Linked DNA regions of Mus musculus: region 2 is linked to region 1. The links are chromatin contacts, called in public HiCAR-type maps. All regions are on one chromosome and are shown on one strand. Each heading gives the region's core, a stretch centred on a gene start, on an enhancer-like site or on the middle of the called end of the contact. The rest is flanking DNA. Distances are from core to core; before and after follow the strand shown. Region 1 has its middle 140 kb from the start of Gm25244. Region 2 holds the start of Elavl2 (ELAV like RNA binding protein 1).

Region 1 (4,184 bases), core at 666-3,165:
AGATACAACAAAAACAGAATGATTGCTAGAGGAAAGAAAGCTAAGATGTTGGACAGATCATGAAAATTAAATTGCTTGTGCTTCAGAACACCCTAGAAAATAAAGGAAGTTAAATCATAGGCCAATAAATTGGGAGGAATTGTCTCCAACTTGTATATCTAATATAGATATACTATATAATTTGCTATTTCTATCATATATAAAGTACATTTATAACTTACAATTGAAAAATGTAACAATAAAGCAAACGAGAAGACTCAGACTGTACTTTTCACACTCACAGAAACCCGCATATACACATAAAACAATTATGTGGAAGCTAAGTCACTATACTTGTTTTCGGGAGTTTGAAAGCTACATGTCCCCAACATCTCGTTAAACTTTCACAGTGGTGTTTGTTTCCAATATTGTTCTTCAGTGCTTATTATACCCTGCATTGCCATTGTCCTTATACGTGCATGCCTGAACAAGGTCACTGAGTAGTATTTTATCATCCTTTATAAAGGAAAAGCCTATGCCAGAGCCTAGCAAACACAGAAGTGGATGCTCACAGTCATCTATTGGATGGAACACAGGACCCCCAATGGAGGAACTAGAGAAAGTACCCAAGGAGCTAAAGGGGTCTGCAACCATATAGGTGGAACAACAATATGAACTAACCAGTACCCCCCTGGAGCTTGTGTCTTTAGCTGCATATGTAGCAGAAGATGACCTAGTCGGCCATCAGTGGAAAGAGAGTCCCATTGGACTTGCTAACTTTATATGCCTCAGTACAGGGGAATGCCAGGGCCAAGAAGTGGGAGTGGGTGGGTAGGGGAGTTGGGGGTTATGGGGGCCTTTTGGGATAGCATTAGAAATGTAAATGAAAAAAAATACCTAATTAAAATAAAATATAAATAAATAAATAAATAAAGGAAAAGCCTGTACAGTACACTATGCATAGTGGCTATTAAATTGTCATGATTACAGAATGAAAAGAAAGCAATAGGCCCTCAATTAAGCATCCCATAAATGAAGACAGAATGAAAAAAGCATCAAATTTGTCCTTTCATGTATACAAATGGGAAGTTTTAAACATCTTTTGCTGATAATTCTTACTCCTAGCAAATTCCATTGAGCACCATTATAGAGAATTGGCCATTTATATAGAGTTCTTGAAAGTTGTATTCCACTTATCTTAGGGTTTGTTTGTTTGTTTGTTTGTTTGTTTTTTTCTTGAAAATACCTATTCGGTGTACTTACTTGACTAGGATTGACAATCAACATCACATTCTATTGTTCATTCTGAAGCAGCTGAGACTGCCTTTGGTCCATCTATGGAACACTGAGAAATCAGAGAACTAAATATAAAGTCAGAGGTACCAGAAAAATGCCACTGCCTAGGATTCATATTGTTTGGCCCTGGCACGTAGTCTATCAAATCAATTATTTCCAATCTGTTCATCTTTAAAATTCATGTGTAGCCAAAGAGTAAAACATAATGGCTCTCTGAACCAAATGTGCATACAAAGCAAATAAGTACTCATTAATTATGCATGGAATTACATACCAATTATTTGTGAAGAAGCCTGAGAGTGTTATAAATATGATCTCATTAGTTTTCTCAAATTCTTCATGAGCATGAGAGGTAATCATTATTATCTCTATATTTAACATATTACTATATTAATAAAAACTTTGTACATTGTTATACTTTGCTATTTGGAAGGCTTACAACCCCTGAACTTTCTAAAACCAAGGCTTTCTCTAAGAGACTGCGAAAGACTTTTATGTGGAGTGAGAAAATCTAAAGCCTAGTGTTACAATCTCTGCCCCCTTGTGGCTAATTCGGGAAGGTGCTGCAGGCAGCTGGATGACCCAGCCACTGGTAACTACTGTAGCAGTGAAGATGAGTCAGCTCCAGCTGCCTCTTCATGGCTGCTGAACTCCCATTGCTGCTGCCTAAGAACACCATGTTATATTAGGAATTTTAGTGTTTATATTGGAGTGTTACTAATTTGGACAACAGATAGTGATGGCTTGAAAAAAACTGCAAATGGACAGAGTAGGGGGAGGGGGGGGCAGAGGGAGAAAAATACATAGTCTGAGAGTACCAACTCTTTGAGCCAAAAATGGCCTCCAGCTGTACAGACTCCATGAGAGCAACCGATTAAGGAAAATATACTCAAGTAACTAGAGACTGGGAAAAACTCAACCTCTGAAAATCAGTAGAGCCACTTCCTTGTTGGAGCATGGTCTTTATTAGTGCTCATTTCTTGTAGGACAAATGGAGCTTATCCTATCTGTACCCCTAAGCTATTGAATTCAGGTTTTATTCTATTGCAAATTGGCATCGTCCTCAAAAACATTTATTAATCATACATAGTAAGTGATGTTTCCAATTGTGGGGATTGTTTTCTCTTGATTTTGTTCGTATGTTTTGGCAGTCACTCAGAACCAAACTCTGGCACCGTGCAAGATGCATTCCAGTAACCCTTAACTTTCTTTTAATACTGCAACTGGAAGGATTGTCCCTGGTATCAGGCAGGATCTACCACACCCAATCAAAACATGAAGCTCAGTCCTTTTTCTTCCAATCACTCTTGTGATCCCTGTAACTACTATCATTTCAGAGAGGAGTTCTGCCCTTCTAACACAAAGGCAGATGTCTTAGATGCCCAGTGATGGAGGGTCATCATGGAGGAACAAAAGCAACAGTTCCTGTTTTCGAAGTTTCACTGCGAAATGATGTTTGCCCCAATTCTGTTCTTAATGCCTTCTTACAAGGTACTCAAGTGACCTCTATTGCTTTATCCTCAGCTTCCATGATTACAACCTCTATCATAGAAGCTCAACAGGTTTGTAAGTAGCTGAGTATATGTTCTGAGCCTTTTAAAATAGGTTTATTTAAATATATGTTATTATGTCTGTCTTATTTAGTTAATTTAGGTATTACTGTTATATAACACCATGACCAAAAGCAATTTGGGGAGCAAAGAGTTTATTTGGTCTACAAATCATGATCATGGTCTAAAATTAAATGCTAGAGCAGATACTCAAGACAGGACATGCACCCTGGAGGCCAGACTATGGAGGAGTGCTGCTTACTGGCTTGCTCCACTTGATCTGCTTAGCCTGCTTTCTGATACCATCTGGCATCAACTGCTCAGCAGTGCTACCTCCCACAGTGAGCTAGGCCCACTCCAAATATTGCCTACAAGATTGTCCACAGGCCAAGTCTATGGAGGTGCTTTCTCAGTTCATATTCTCGCTTTCCAAAGTAAGTCTATGGTGAGCACTGTTATTTCTCTAATAACTTCATAGAAATGATGGTGAAAAGTGTGGTCCTATTTAGGAATTAAAGAAAAAACTCTCTTTCATTTGGTATTTCTATTTGATTGGTTTGGAGGTTTGAAACAGGATCTGTCTGGGTAATCCAGACTGGCCTTCAATTTACAATCCTTTTGCCACAGCTTCTCAAGGGCTAGGGTTGTCGATATACATCACCATGCCTAGTTCCACTCATGTTTTCCTTCCTCCAAACAGTTTTTAACATACCTTTTGTGTTATACATTTCATTATGTACTAAGTATATATTGCAGAATCATATATGCATGGCTCCTACCTTGATAGATTTGATACTCTATAGAGAGAAACATAAATAACAAAGTAATTAATGTGCATGTTGCTCAAGGTGGGCTTTACTATGTTGCAATAGTGAGTAGCCTCAAATCAAAGACCATGCGGTCTTTTGTCCTTTTCATGAATCTTGCTGAAATTAGTACTACAAGATGACTCTGTACATCTTTGCCACTCGATGTTTTAGCTGGACAAAGTTTAGTGTAATCAACTCTAATGATTACCACAATTTAAAAGATCAGTTAAATGTTCTAAAGATGGCAACTAGAGCAGAACCATTCTGGAAAATAACTCTGGAATTGAGTCAGCTTGATTCGAACCATGAAACATGAGTGAACATTCAGATACAAGCACAACCTATAAAACAATAAGGAGCTTAAAAAAAAAAAAAAAGGTCAATATGGTTGAAACACAGTCAAAGAAGAGGGACCTAAAATAAGGGACAGAATGAAGTCTTTCAGCGTGGCATATGCCGCAGTGGGAGTTGTGGAGCAAAGAGAGCCTTAATCCAGGCAGTAGAATCTTGTGAATTATGCCTGCCAGATGTAATGTAAAGAAATGTCAAG
Region 2 (3,608 bases), core at 1,058-3,557, 520 kb after region 1:
ACACTAAATGGCTGATTATTTTTCTCACCCTCACCACAATAAAGGCAGACCTGGAGCTGTAGTTAGGAGGTAGAGAAGATAACCAATCTCCACGTCTGTTTTGGTAACAGATACCTGAAAATGGAAAATGGGGAACGCATCCACCCTCCAATCTGCCACAGTTGTACAGCCTTCCTATTAATTCTTTATAGACGTGAAATAGGTGGGCACGTAGCAACGTGCTGGGCATAAATTAAGCAACAATGGCCACGAGAAGTCCTGTCTGCCACAGAGGTACAGGGTGGGCACTGCCACCTTGCCATCCCTACTCCCCCCCCCCCCCATACACACGCCCTAGGCAGAGTCGGGGAAGGGGGGGGGTGGCAGAGCGCTAGCTTTTGGAACCAGCCTGTGGGTGGGGTAGGGAGCTGCGAGAGATGAACAACCCGGGCCAGCTTTGTAGCTTGCCCCCATACTTTGCGTCTCGAGCACCACTCGGCGCTCGCACGCACACATTCGCCCACACCCCCTCGTGCCGATAATTTAAACTTCTCCGAGGCAAAGCCAGCACCTCGGTCCGCCACCACCTCCCCCGCCCTCGCCGCCCGGCGAGCATCCTCCCCCTTTCCCACGTCTACCCGGATTCGCTCTTTCGCAGTAGAAAGCCGGCTGTTTTCCCCTGCACCCGGAGAAATCACAAAAGTTAAAATGAAGCGTGTGCCTGTCTGCCCAGAGTCTCGTCCCCAACCATCTTTCTCCTGGCGTCAGTTTTAACAATAGCTACTCGAGGAAGGGGAGCTGCGAGGAGGGGCTGAGGGCTATACAGCCGACTCAGCTCCCTGGGTAGCTGCGATGCCTCGCGGCTGCCAGTGAGTCTCCCTTTCCCGGAAGGCGGGCTCCGCTGCGTAGGACCAAGGACAGGGCTTGGAATCCACTGCCCAGCGCCCAGCACCGCGAGGCTCCCAAGCAGCTGCCACTTCACACTCACGGCTCCAAGGATCTTATTTACGCTTTTCTGAACAAAGGGAATCTCATATCCGGTATAGGCTCAAAGATTCGGCCCCAAATTGGCAGTCTTCTTTAAAATCTGAATTACAATCATTGGAATCCGTGAATCAGAGTCCTCAATTCTGGCAATGATGAGTTTTGACAGCTTCTAACCTTACCCCAGCCCCAGCCCAGCCCCAGCCCTTAGGCTGTATGTACTTTTTCCAGGCAACTACAACTCGCTGCCTGGTGCAGCATCTAAATTCCATCTGGCAATCCCATCTCCCCGGCACACGCTATCTAGTTAATGCAATTAAGCTGAGGATTTTCCCCACTGGTCTAATCTGCAAGTAAGTCCAGGGCTTCTGATTTCCCCAGTCCTCCGATTCCTTTGCGAAAGTAGAGGCATGCATTCCCCTCCAACATTCAAGTTATCCCTCTCTTCCCACGAAATGAACTTCCAACCTCAACCCCGAAGCTCACTGAACATGTAGCCTCCCATTGTAGCCTGCTGGATCTTGACCACATTTACCACTTAAGTTTCTATCAAGTGACATTTTCGAATATTCAGTACGTTAAGCATGCGTCCACTGTCTTCTAGTCTGGCTCTCAAGAATAAAAAAAATAAAAATAAAAATAAAAAAAAGCAAAGCAGTCGCTTTGAAATGAGGCAAACATGTGCAATTAACTTCACATTCTGTATTCCGCTCACTTACAGGTTTTCTGGGTTTGCCAGCGCATCGCTGCAACTAATGATTAAAGAAACCAAACCGAAACTTACCTTTCTCCCTTAAGGTTTTTGTGTATGTGTATTTTTAAAGTAACGGTGCACTTCTCCCAATAAGGATGAGCAAGAAGCTGCTGGATAGTTCTCTTAAGACAGCACGAAACCTAAACTGTGCTCGGCTTAAAAGAAGCAAATAAAAAGAAATGCTTTCGACCCCAAAGTCCAATGCTAAAAGAAATGATGAAAAAAAATATGAAAGGGGAGGGGAAACTTAAAAAAGAGAGTTTAAAAAGACGGAGAGACTACTCCTATTGCCGTTCAACTAAACAAAAAGGTGCAAGAAAAACAAACCAAGGAACAAAGAAAAGAGACGAAAGAACGTTTTTTCAAAAAGACGATGTCTTTCTCCGTGTTGCTTTTTAGTAGGTCGCTACAGGAGTAAGCTGCTGCATCTCTAAGTGAGAACAGAAATAAGGGGGGAGGACGTCTTAAAAGGGAGGTGGACTGGACCACAGATTTATAGCACCGTATCACCAACCCCTTCTCTGCCTCCGCACTGCCGTGTGTGCAGCTGCTCTGCCAGAGTCCTATCCCGGGCAGCACGCGCGGAAGTATACGCCGAGTTGCGCCACAACGCAACATGCTCATCGCCCCAGGTTTCTGATTGGGCGAGACGCTTCTATTGAGGCCGCCCAGGCGAAGCTCTGCTAGGTGATTGGCTAGGGACTTATGTCACTCTTGAGAGCTCAATGGAGTCCCGTTTCAAGGTAAGTTGTGCCGGGAGGTACACACTTAACACTGGCGGCGAAGGGAAATGCAAGAAGCAAAAAGAGATGGGAGAGAGAGAGAGAGAGCAACGTGGGAGGGAACTGTACTATGAGAGTTTGCGATATTGCACCATCTATTTTCCTCTTAAGTCTTTCTGCTTCCAAAAGATTCGTTTTATTTGCCCTCACGGCTGCATCTTTGGCATGTTTCTTTGTAATAGTAAACTGTCCGGTATGTATGAGTCATCGAGAGCGCCTCTCTTTGATTTGAGAGGGATTTGAACGTACACCCATTACTTGTCCGCATGCCTTTTTTGGTTTGTGTTCCAGTAATCTTTACATCTGTATTAGATATTGGGTAACTGTGTGTATGTTTCTCTATTTTAATATGTCCACCTCTTTCTCTCTCTTTCTCTCTCTCTCTCTCTCTCTCTCTCTCTCTCTCTCCTTTTAGAATAAGAATGAAATAGAAATGGTTTCAACTGAATCTGTACAGTTTGAACTAGCTTTCAATGTATGTCAGGGTTAAAAGGGGGTAGCAAAAACATCGTACTTAACAAAAACAAAAAAACAGGTAATGAATTGAAATAAGGTCCTTCAGTTGGAGGTAAAAAGAGCAGCTACATATAAAATTAAAACAAGCCACTCCTTTGCATTTGCTGGCAATACAGATCTTGAACCTCACAAGGATTGCTGACAGTAAAGATAGTTCAGCCTTTACCAGGTTCTTTTGAGAATTCAAAAGTTTGATCAGTAGACCAAGTGCTGTCTATGTCTTTGCTTTATAGATGAAGATTTCTTTATTCCAACCTCATGTTTGAGTAATATTCAAGAGGCTGAAGTGCAGGTTTATTCATACTTATTTCTTCCGTTAAGTGAAAGTGAGATTACTAAATTTACCTAGATGTATTTACAATGAGAAACAATATCCACCTAACTTAGTTCATTCCCAAGGAATTTTTCAGTTTTGACAGATAGCCTCAACTTCCTAAACAGTACATATATTTCTTACATAATCTCTCTTCTCTCAAAAATTATTTTACTACTATGTTTATTTGCTACTAGTCACTGTCCTTGATAATGTAAGAGAGCAAAGGCAACGGTAGAAATTAAACATTGCAGGAAGATGGAATGTCAGAGGGAAAGAG

What was found. HiCAR-type assays count read pairs that join an accessible place to other places.
Region 2: a HiCAR-type map of PVALB interneurons shows a contact between it and region 1, with 6 times the contacts expected there. The contact joins the promoter of Elavl2 here to the enhancer-like site in region 1. A contact is called at or near these places in 3 of 484 Hi-C or Micro-C datasets (the N1E-115 cell line, cerebral cortex and cortical neurons), 5 of 115 datasets of contacts at active chromatin or transcription factors (PVALB interneurons, SST interneurons, astrocytes and 2 more) and 1 of 9 other capture datasets (liver).

Annotation. Positions count from the first base shown.
Region 1 is chr4:90,859,211-90,863,394 of GRCm38.p6, forward strand. No RefSeq gene overlaps it. Among named protein-coding and RNA genes, the nearest start is that of Gm25244, 140 kb to the right of the region's middle. Within about 2 kb of position 1,916, at least 5 of the 459 cell types and tissues checked have an H3K27ac peak or open chromatin away from gene starts, as enhancers often do. A contact at or near this core is called in PVALB interneurons, where this site is marked.
Region 2 is chr4:91,374,189-91,377,796 of GRCm38.p6, forward strand. Elavl2 (ELAV like RNA binding protein 1) reads right to left here and starts at 2,308. Exons shown (of 8, transcript NM_001347149.2): 1 at 1,748-2,308.